Regions from separate parts of the Mus musculus genome. Here regions 2 and 3 are each linked to region 1. The links are chromatin contacts, called in public promoter capture Hi-C maps. All regions are on one chromosome and are shown on one strand. Each heading gives the region's core, a stretch centred on a gene start, on an enhancer-like site or on the middle of the called end of the contact. The rest is flanking DNA. Distances are from core to core; before and after follow the strand shown. Region 1 holds the start of Bok (BCL2-related ovarian killer). Region 2 overlaps Crocc2 (ciliary rootlet coiled-coil, rootletin family member 2). Region 3 holds the start of Pdcd1 (programmed cell death 1).

Region 1 (2,612 bases), core at 56-2,555:
TTCCAGACAGATTTGGGCTCCCACGCACGCCTCCTCTCTCAGCGCCAGCGGGAGGGTGAGGCACAACCGCAGAAGGGCTGGTCATGTCACAAGAAGGGAATGTCTGTGCAGAACAGCTGTACCGGGAACCCTGAAACACTGCGGGCAGGCCCATCCAACCAGCTATAGAGGGGCGGCCTGGGATGGTACCTGCTGGTGCCCCACACTCACCCAAGCGCAGCAGCACTGTGCACACCTCTGCCAAGCGTCCTCCAGGGGCAGGCGAGGCACGCTCTGGAGCGCTCCAGGAGAGGCCGGCGCGCAAAAGCCGCGCGTGCACGTACTCCCGGCCTAGTGCCTTAGCCTGGGCCACCAGCTCCTTGTCTGTGGGCGAGCGATCAAAGGCGTCCATGATCTCCGCTGCAAAGACAGAAGAGCGCCGCAGCACCTCCATGGCCGAAGCGCGGGCGAGAGGCGCCACACCTACGAATAGACTGAGTTCAGACCGGACCGCCTCCAGCCAGGTGGCGAAAGGACTCCCGCCACGGGAGGAGACCCAGAAGCGCGGCCCGAGGCACAGCGGTCCCCACCGCGTGCGCGATTCAAACAACACAGGAGGTTGGCTGTGCGCCGCCCTCAAAAAGGGCCGGTTTCCGATAGCCTCTCGTTTTGCACCCCAAATCTTTTAAAAGTCTCGGGTTCTTTTTAGGTTCTAAATTAAATCTCGCAGATCCCAGCGGTGGTCAGGGGTTGGAAACACCGCAGGGAAGTGGCGATAGGTTCTTTAATCACAGCGCCCAGGCTCCAGGACCAATTTGGGGGAGAAGAGGATGCAGAGTAGCCTGCTGCGACCAGCCGACAAGCAGGACCCCGCGGGCTCCTCCCTGCCGACGAGTGGGGTCCTAAGGAAGGCTCCAAACTGCGCGGCAGTCCCCGGGCTCGGAGACCACGCACCTGCGCACCTCGCAGAGCCCGTGTTTGTCCCCGGTGTCGCTGTTCCCATGGTGCTACATCCAGGGCACCGACGCCACGCCCGCCCGACTCACCTCTCCCGCCTCATGGCGCGCGGGGCGGCGGTGGAGTTCTGGTTTCAGGACCCGCTCGCTGCCGTCTCCGGCGGTCTAGACCCTTCCATTCAAACCCGCGAGCGCGCGCCCCGCCCCAGCGCCCGCCCCGTCCACACCCGAGCTGAAGCACAGGCTCCGCCGGTCTTCCCGCGCGCTCGCAGAAGTCCTGGTCCCGAGGGGTGCGGGAGGCGTACCGCGGTCTCCCCGCGGGCGAGAAGCCAGGCTTAGGGCTTCGCCTTCTAAGGAAACGGCAACCCCCGGGGGCGGAGCCGCAGCCCAGCTCTGCCCAACGCCTCCCTGGTTTAAGAAAGGCCAGCACAAGTTCTCGGGATGCGCCCGGGAACGCCGCCAGACTGGAGCTGTCCCGGCAGGCAGCGCGAAGAACATCCAGCTCTGACACCAACCCACTGGGGCGCACCAAGTTCCATTTTAAAATGAGCTGACTTATATTTCCTTATTGTCTTATAGAGGCTCCTTAAAGATCCTGGATTCTTGAAGTTGTAGGAGATCTGATGCCCTCTTCTGATCTCCAAGGACACCAGGCATGCACGGGGATTCACAGACATGGAGGCAGGCAAACATTCATACACAAAACAAAAATAACAATAAGTAAATATTTAAAAATAGATTCTGCATTCTTGGCTTAATAGAGCCTTTGGAGTGTGGTGAAGACTTGGGTATGTACATGGTTGAAGATACTACAAATACCCATCCATTCCCACTCAAGTCTAGCTTTGCTTTTAATGAGCTGGACTTATTTATATCCAATCCAATATATAATCTTTTGTAGTTAGTTATCTCTCATTAGGGTATTTCCCTTTGACAGAAAAAGGGGAGGGAGGGAGAGAGACAGAGACACAGAGAGAGGCAGAGACAGAGAGACTCACAAAGAGAGAGAGGCTTGTCTGGAGCTCTGTGTTGACCAGCTGGTCCAACCTGCAGGAATCACCCAGCCCCTGGCTCCGGAGTACTAGACTACAGCGGTCTTCAGAAGCTTAGTTACTTTAGGATTCATACTTAGACCTATGCTGGATCACAGACATCGTTGTGAACAGTGTGGCAGTGAATCCGAGCTCCCTTTTTCCATACCGATTTCCAAGAAAGTCAACATCATCTACTAGACTCTGGTCTTCTCCTTCATCTTTGGACCCAACTGCAAAATCTCAACAATGGGATTTGCTAACTCGACCTAGTTTGTGTAAGTAAAACACTTCACTTAGAGCTATAAAATGCATATTCTACACACGCACACCAAAATAGACTACACCTGAAACCATAAACAAGTGTCAACAAATTTCAAAGAACCAAAATCATACAGTAATTACTCTCTGAATTAAAGCTAAATTGCAGAAAAACCAGTGGAAGTCTCCAAATGCTTGGAAATGAAACAGCGTACTTATAATGAGGCAATAAATAATAAATCACAATGAAAATGTTAAAAGGTTTATTTATGTGTTTTATGTAGATGGGTGTTTTATCTGGATGTATGTCTGCACACAAGAAGAAAGCATTGGATCTCACAGGACTACAGTTATAAGTGGTTGTGAGCCACCATGTGGTTGTTGG
Region 2 (2,612 bases), core at 75-2,574, 480 kb after region 1:
TTGAGTGGCTGGTTTGCCAAAAGCAAACCCCTCTTCGCTGGCTGTTTTCACGGGACATTGTCCAGGCCCCTGGCCGGCCTGGCTCCAGAGTCCGCCCGCTGTTATTGTTGTTCTGTTTTTGGGAAGGGCCAGGGCCTCCCCACTGCTCCCCTCCCACCCCCCACATGTGGGAGCCACAACCGTGCAGAGCATTTTCCGCTGAGCTCAGCAGAATTCACCCAGAAGGTCAAGGACCAGGGAAAGGGCCTGTCCATCATAAAAGGAGCTGCACTCATTTCCCGGAGCAGGGGAGATGAAAATAAGCAAAACAAATGGGGGAAGGGCCCCCCTGCTGCCAGGCCACCTCCTCCCCTGCAGTCCAGCACCCCACCCACCCTCTCCTGAGGACATCCATCCCTTTTGCAGGAATTTTACAGCCAAATCGCTTAATGTGATTATTATAATTATTTCTTTACTAGAAGTTGTATAAACAGTCTTTTTTGAAATTTCTTGCAGGGAGGCAACTCCAGAGCTCTGCAGGGAGCAGGGCAGCGAGGCAAGCAGGGGAGGGGTGCAGCAGTGGGGTGGCCTGTGTGTGCATACATGCATGCATACGCGAGTGAAGGGATACACGTGTGCGTTGGCGCACACCCAAAGGATGTGTGTGCATGCGTGCAAATGCCTGTTTACACATGTATAATAGATGTATAATGCACATGTGTGTTTGCTGATCATCTACATGCACATGTGTATGTTTTTGCAGTGTCCTCATGGGCTTTCATATGTGAGCCCCGCACGTGTGTATGGGAATGCATGGGATGTGCGTATACACATTGCTTAGTATGCCTACACCTTAGAGTGTATATGCATTCATAGATGTACATCTTAAATGTACACACAGGTGGGAGGTATCAACATGCAGGTCTGCATGTGTGTGCATATTTACATGTGTGAGACCCCCAAGAAGGTCTGCAAAGTGCTCCGTCTTGAGAGCGGGGAAATTCTGAGCCATGGCACCTGGGACACTCCTCTGTTCATTCCTTCTTGCAATCATCTCTTCCACCTGGTCCTCTACCTTTCAGATACCTGTCACCCTTATCACTTTCTGGGAGGCTTCCTTCCTGAAAACTCGACCTTGCCCCGAAGCTTATGGCCCTCATCTCTCCAGAGTGAGCGAGGCCCCCTCTCCAGATCCCTCCCTCTCTGCCCCCGGTTTTGAAATCGCACTTCGCTTCTCCATGTGGCCGCTGACCAGGCCTGACTTTGAAATCTGTTGGAAGGAACTCTCTCTCTTTGGGGCCAATATAAACAGCCTGTCATGTTCAGTCATGCTCTCTTCCTCTCCCGGGCTCTTGGCCGGCCCCTTGGGGTGTGTTGGGGAGGGAGAGCCCTCTCCTCACCACACCAGGCCAGCTGCCCTGCCTGCCAGCCTTGGCACACAGCCCAGGAGCTGTGAGGCCGCTTTGTCCCCACAGGCCCCACCTGGGTTCTGGCTGACCCCCCCCTCCATCTCAGTCCACACACCCTCCTGCCCTTGCCTCTCCCAGGCGCCCCCAAGTCCTGTCAGAACTCCTCAGAAACACCTTTCCATCTGCTGCCCGCTGGGCCCCTGCCTGGCCTAGCTGTGGCCTCCTCTGGCCCCGCCTAAGACTGCCCCTCACCCTGTCATGATCATGTGGCTCCTGGAGCCCTGGTGTGAGCATCAGGGCCCATGACTGTCCCTGAAAATCCCACCACTATCCTACTTTTCCTGCCTTTGTTCCCTGGGTTTCCTAAACTCAGCATCCTTCCACTTTACTCCATCCAATATGGAGTCTAGGCCTCTTATGCAGGCAGAGTCTAACTCTCCGGGGATTCCCCATGGCTCCTTAGGTGGATAGATTTCTTAGCTAGAGCCCTCCCACCCCTGTGTCACAGTGGCCTTGAGAGTCTTTGGGAGGATACAGCTCCCTACATCTGAGTCCCAGTCCCTGAATTGTGTAGAAGTGAAGGTTAGGCTGTGGAGGCACTGGGACCTGTGTTATGTGCTTCTAGCCAGTTGTCCATGGCTAGCCTCCTTGGGTAGTTAGTCAGCCTTTAGCTATCCCAACAGGAGCACAGGTGAGGTGCTCTGTGGCCTTTCTGGGGTGAGGCAGGCCCGGTGGTGGCCATGATGGGGCCTTACATCTACTTATAGCAAGCTATGGTAGCTTTGCTTTCTCGCAGTAATGGCTCTGCTCTGTCAGGTCTAGTCCTTTTGAAGCCAGATCTACGACTCTGGGCTAGAAATAATACCTTCTATTAGGCCAGGGCCAGCTTTCTCCAGCTGAGGTCAGGAGCCAGGCACAATTTCACTACTCTGAGAGATGCCTCTGGTTGCCAGACCGAATGGGGGCAGTCATTTGTCTCCTCCTGGTCCTGGGATATTCTCCCTCCTCCTGCATTCCTGCTCTCTCAGGGTCCTCCTCACGCTCCTCTAGAGACCCCGTCTCACCTCTCTCCTCACGCTGCTTCGCTCGGCCGCTATCTCACGGAGCTTCTCCCTCAGAGTGTCAGCTTCTCTCTGGTGGGTAGAGATGGCCTCTTCAAACTGGACCTGGAGGGTTCTCAGCTCTTTGGTCATGGTGGTAACGGTAGCCTGGGGGGTGGGGAGA
Region 3 (2,612 bases), core at 42-2,541, 370 kb before region 1:
GCTCTGTAACAGCCAGGCGTGGGGAGGGGATCCCCCTAGCTTCTGCCCACAGGCCCCATGCTGAGACTGGAGGCGGCCAGTCTGTGCCTCACACTCTTTTTCCATTTCTGTGCTGTTCAAAGTAATGTTTCCTTCCCCACCAAGCTAGTGCCTCTGAACCTGGGTGGCTGAGGCAGTTGCCAGATGGTTTCCAGGCGGGCTGCCTATTTTAGGGTGGTGAGACCCACACATCTCATTGCTAATATTAGCAGTTTCGTTTTCCCTTTTTTTCCCATTCACTGTGGCGAAACACAGAGAGCAGAATGATTAAATCATCAGAATGCCCCAGAAATGACTAGCCAGCCAGGTACTATGCATGCACACAAGTCGGCCCACCCCACCTAATCCCAGAGAGACAAGCAGGAGGTGAGGTGGGCCTCCACCTCCTAGGGACTGAGGAAAGTTGACTGGGAAAGACCTAGAAATTGAGTCTACCCCAGCCTGGTGTTAGGTTTTTCTCAGGGGAAGAGAAAGATGCAGGGCAGCAGAGCTAGCAAACCTAAGACAACTATAGAAGCAGAGAAAACAGTGAGATCCGGGCAGCAGATCCAGCATCTTGAAAGGAAGAAAAGCCTTAAGAGAAAGCAAGACCAGGCCCAGGGTCTTTCTGAACCTACAGGGGTGTCTGGAGAGGAAAGGCATCGTCTCGGGTCCTAGGAAATGTTCACTATAGCCCTTCGAGGCCTCCTCTGACCCATCAAACGGGAGCATGTGGGATAGCTGGGCTCTTGCTCCTCAGTAGTAAAGGACTAAGGCATAGCTCAGGGCATTCAAGGCCACGCATGGCAGACAAGGTAGGGGAGGGTCCAGCTTGCCCTCGCTGCGGCCATAGGTACCAAAGCCAGGCCTCGACACCCACCCTCCAAAGGGACAAGAGTCTGGCCCTAGTTTCAGTCTCTCTCAGCCCTGGGAGCTAAGGCTCGATCGGGGTACCAGGAATGGAAAAGACCAAACCTACCCACAAGAGGGGCTAGAAATGGAGAGGACCCCATAGCAGGACAAGAGGCAAGGACAGCTAGTCAGAGAGAACCCCCCCTCTCTGCTCCCCAATCTCTCACTAGTCCCTTACCTGCTCCTCCCAGGCATCGTTCCCTCCCACTCCCCTCCCCCTTCCATGCCCCTCCCCCACCTCTAGTTGCCTGTTCTCCCACCCTTGTGGAGGTGGAGGAAGAGGGGGCGGGAGCCAAGAACAGGTCTCCTCCCTCCAACATGACCTGGGACAGTTTCCTTTCCGCTACAGACAACTCTGCCTGAGCAGCGGGGAGGAGGAAGAGGAGACTGCTACTGAAGGCGACACTGCCAGGGGCTCTGGGCATGTGGGTCCGGCAGGTACCCTGGTCATTCACTTGGGCTGTGCTGCAGTTGAGCTGGCAATCAGGGTGGCTTCTAGGTATGTGGCTCCTAGGGATGTGGGATCAATTGGGGTTGGTGGCTGGGGCAGGGCTTGAAGAAACGTTCACCCTCGGTTCCTATTACTGGAGGGGAGGAACACCTGTGTCCCTGGTTACACGGATTGGCTCCTGGTTACACAGATTGGCTTTAGGTGGGTTTTACAGGTGAAATGCCCCCTGGGGCTCAAAATCCACCCCCTCCTTGCTTTTAGACAGACAGAACATTTATCTAACGTCAGTTGATCTTCTGTGTCCCTCTCTGTGAAGCGATGGTAGGTCTGAACAGAGCTCTGACCTCAGCCACTGCTTCAGGATTCTGGCAGGCCCTGGTATCCTTGGCCTTTCTCTATGTTTTTCTATGGTTGGGGACATCCCTACATGGAGCCTGCCCTACACACTGTATAGATGACTGAAGATCCAAGAGTATAATCAGCTGTCTACCCTCATGGACAAGCTTCCCGTGCTAGCATTTCTGGGGGACTCCCGAGTTCATATCCCTGGCCTCATAGCATCCTGGGGGTGGGGGGTGTGTGAAACGGAGAGGTCCAGGAATCCTGCTCAAATTCCTCACAGTGAAAACACAGCTCCCTGTACTCCTTACTCCTCACTACCCTGTACCCCTTGGCCCCTGCCCACCCTCTGGACTGAGCCAACCTTCACTGAGAACCTGGTCCTGGGACCAGAGGGAACTTTGTTTCTCCTGGATGTCAACAAACTCCTAGGTCAGAGCTACACCTGCGGCGCATGGAATTGTGGCCTAGACAAGCTTATACTCTTGTGCTGCCTTAACATCTTTGACCTGCAATGATGTTCCTTTGCTCATATGACGTCCCAGTCACCTTCACCCCAGCCTCTTCACTACCGTGAAAACAGGATGGGACTGGGAGCTGGGTGCTGGGTGCTTACCACCACAGGCCCTCTCCTGGGTTGCAGGCTAAGGCTGGTTGGGAAGCCAGGGACATTTTCCCTCCACGTACCCTCTTAAGATAGCCCATGGTTTGCTGTCAAGACTGGATGGAGGAAACAGACCTGAACATGGTAGATGGTCTGAGGCCCTAGGGTGAAAGATGTCCCTTGGGGAAACCTTGTCAGGAAACCCACGGAGCAAAGTCGGAAGGATTATGTGTCATTGGAGAGAAGCAACTGAGACAGAAAGGGGACTATGACTCACTCTGGTGACCT

What was found. Promoter capture Hi-C pulls out the DNA fragments that hold promoters and counts their contacts.
Region 2: a contact with region 1 is called in a promoter capture Hi-C map of cranial neural crest. The contact joins the enhancer-like site here to the promoter of Bok in region 1. A contact is called at or near these places in 8 of 39 promoter capture datasets (cranial neural crest, embryonic stem cells, frontonasal cranial neural crest and 5 more) and 2 of 115 datasets of contacts at active chromatin or transcription factors (embryonic stem cells and pancreatic cancer cells).
Region 3: a contact with region 1 is called in a promoter capture Hi-C map of stem cell-derived epiblast-like cells, with 4 times the contacts expected there. The contact joins the promoter of Pdcd1 here to the promoter of Bok in region 1. A contact is called at or near these places in 2 of 39 promoter capture datasets (the HPC-7 cell line and stem cell-derived epiblast-like cells).

The regions. Positions count from the first base shown.
Region 1 is chr1:93,684,268-93,686,879 of GRCm38.p6, reverse strand. It overlaps Bok (BCL2-related ovarian killer), which reads right to left and starts at 1,305. Exons shown (of 5, transcript NM_016778.3): 1 at 1,026-1,305; 2 at 211-462. The coding sequence starts at 433.
Region 2 is chr1:93,209,218-93,211,829 of GRCm38.p6, reverse strand. Crocc2 (ciliary rootlet coiled-coil, rootletin family member 2) reads right to left here. Exons shown (of 32, transcript NM_001310428.1): 21 at 2,453-2,596. Among named protein-coding and RNA genes, the nearest start is that of Sned1, 25 kb to the left of the region's middle. Within about 2 kb of position 1,324, at least 109 of the 459 cell types and tissues checked have an H3K27ac peak or open chromatin away from gene starts, as enhancers often do. A contact at or near this core is called in second pharyngeal arch cranial neural crest, where this site is marked.
Region 3 is chr1:94,051,232-94,053,843 of GRCm38.p6, reverse strand. It overlaps Pdcd1 (programmed cell death 1), which reads left to right and starts at 1,291. Exons shown (of 5, transcript NM_008798.2): 1 at 1,291-1,429. The coding sequence starts at 1,354.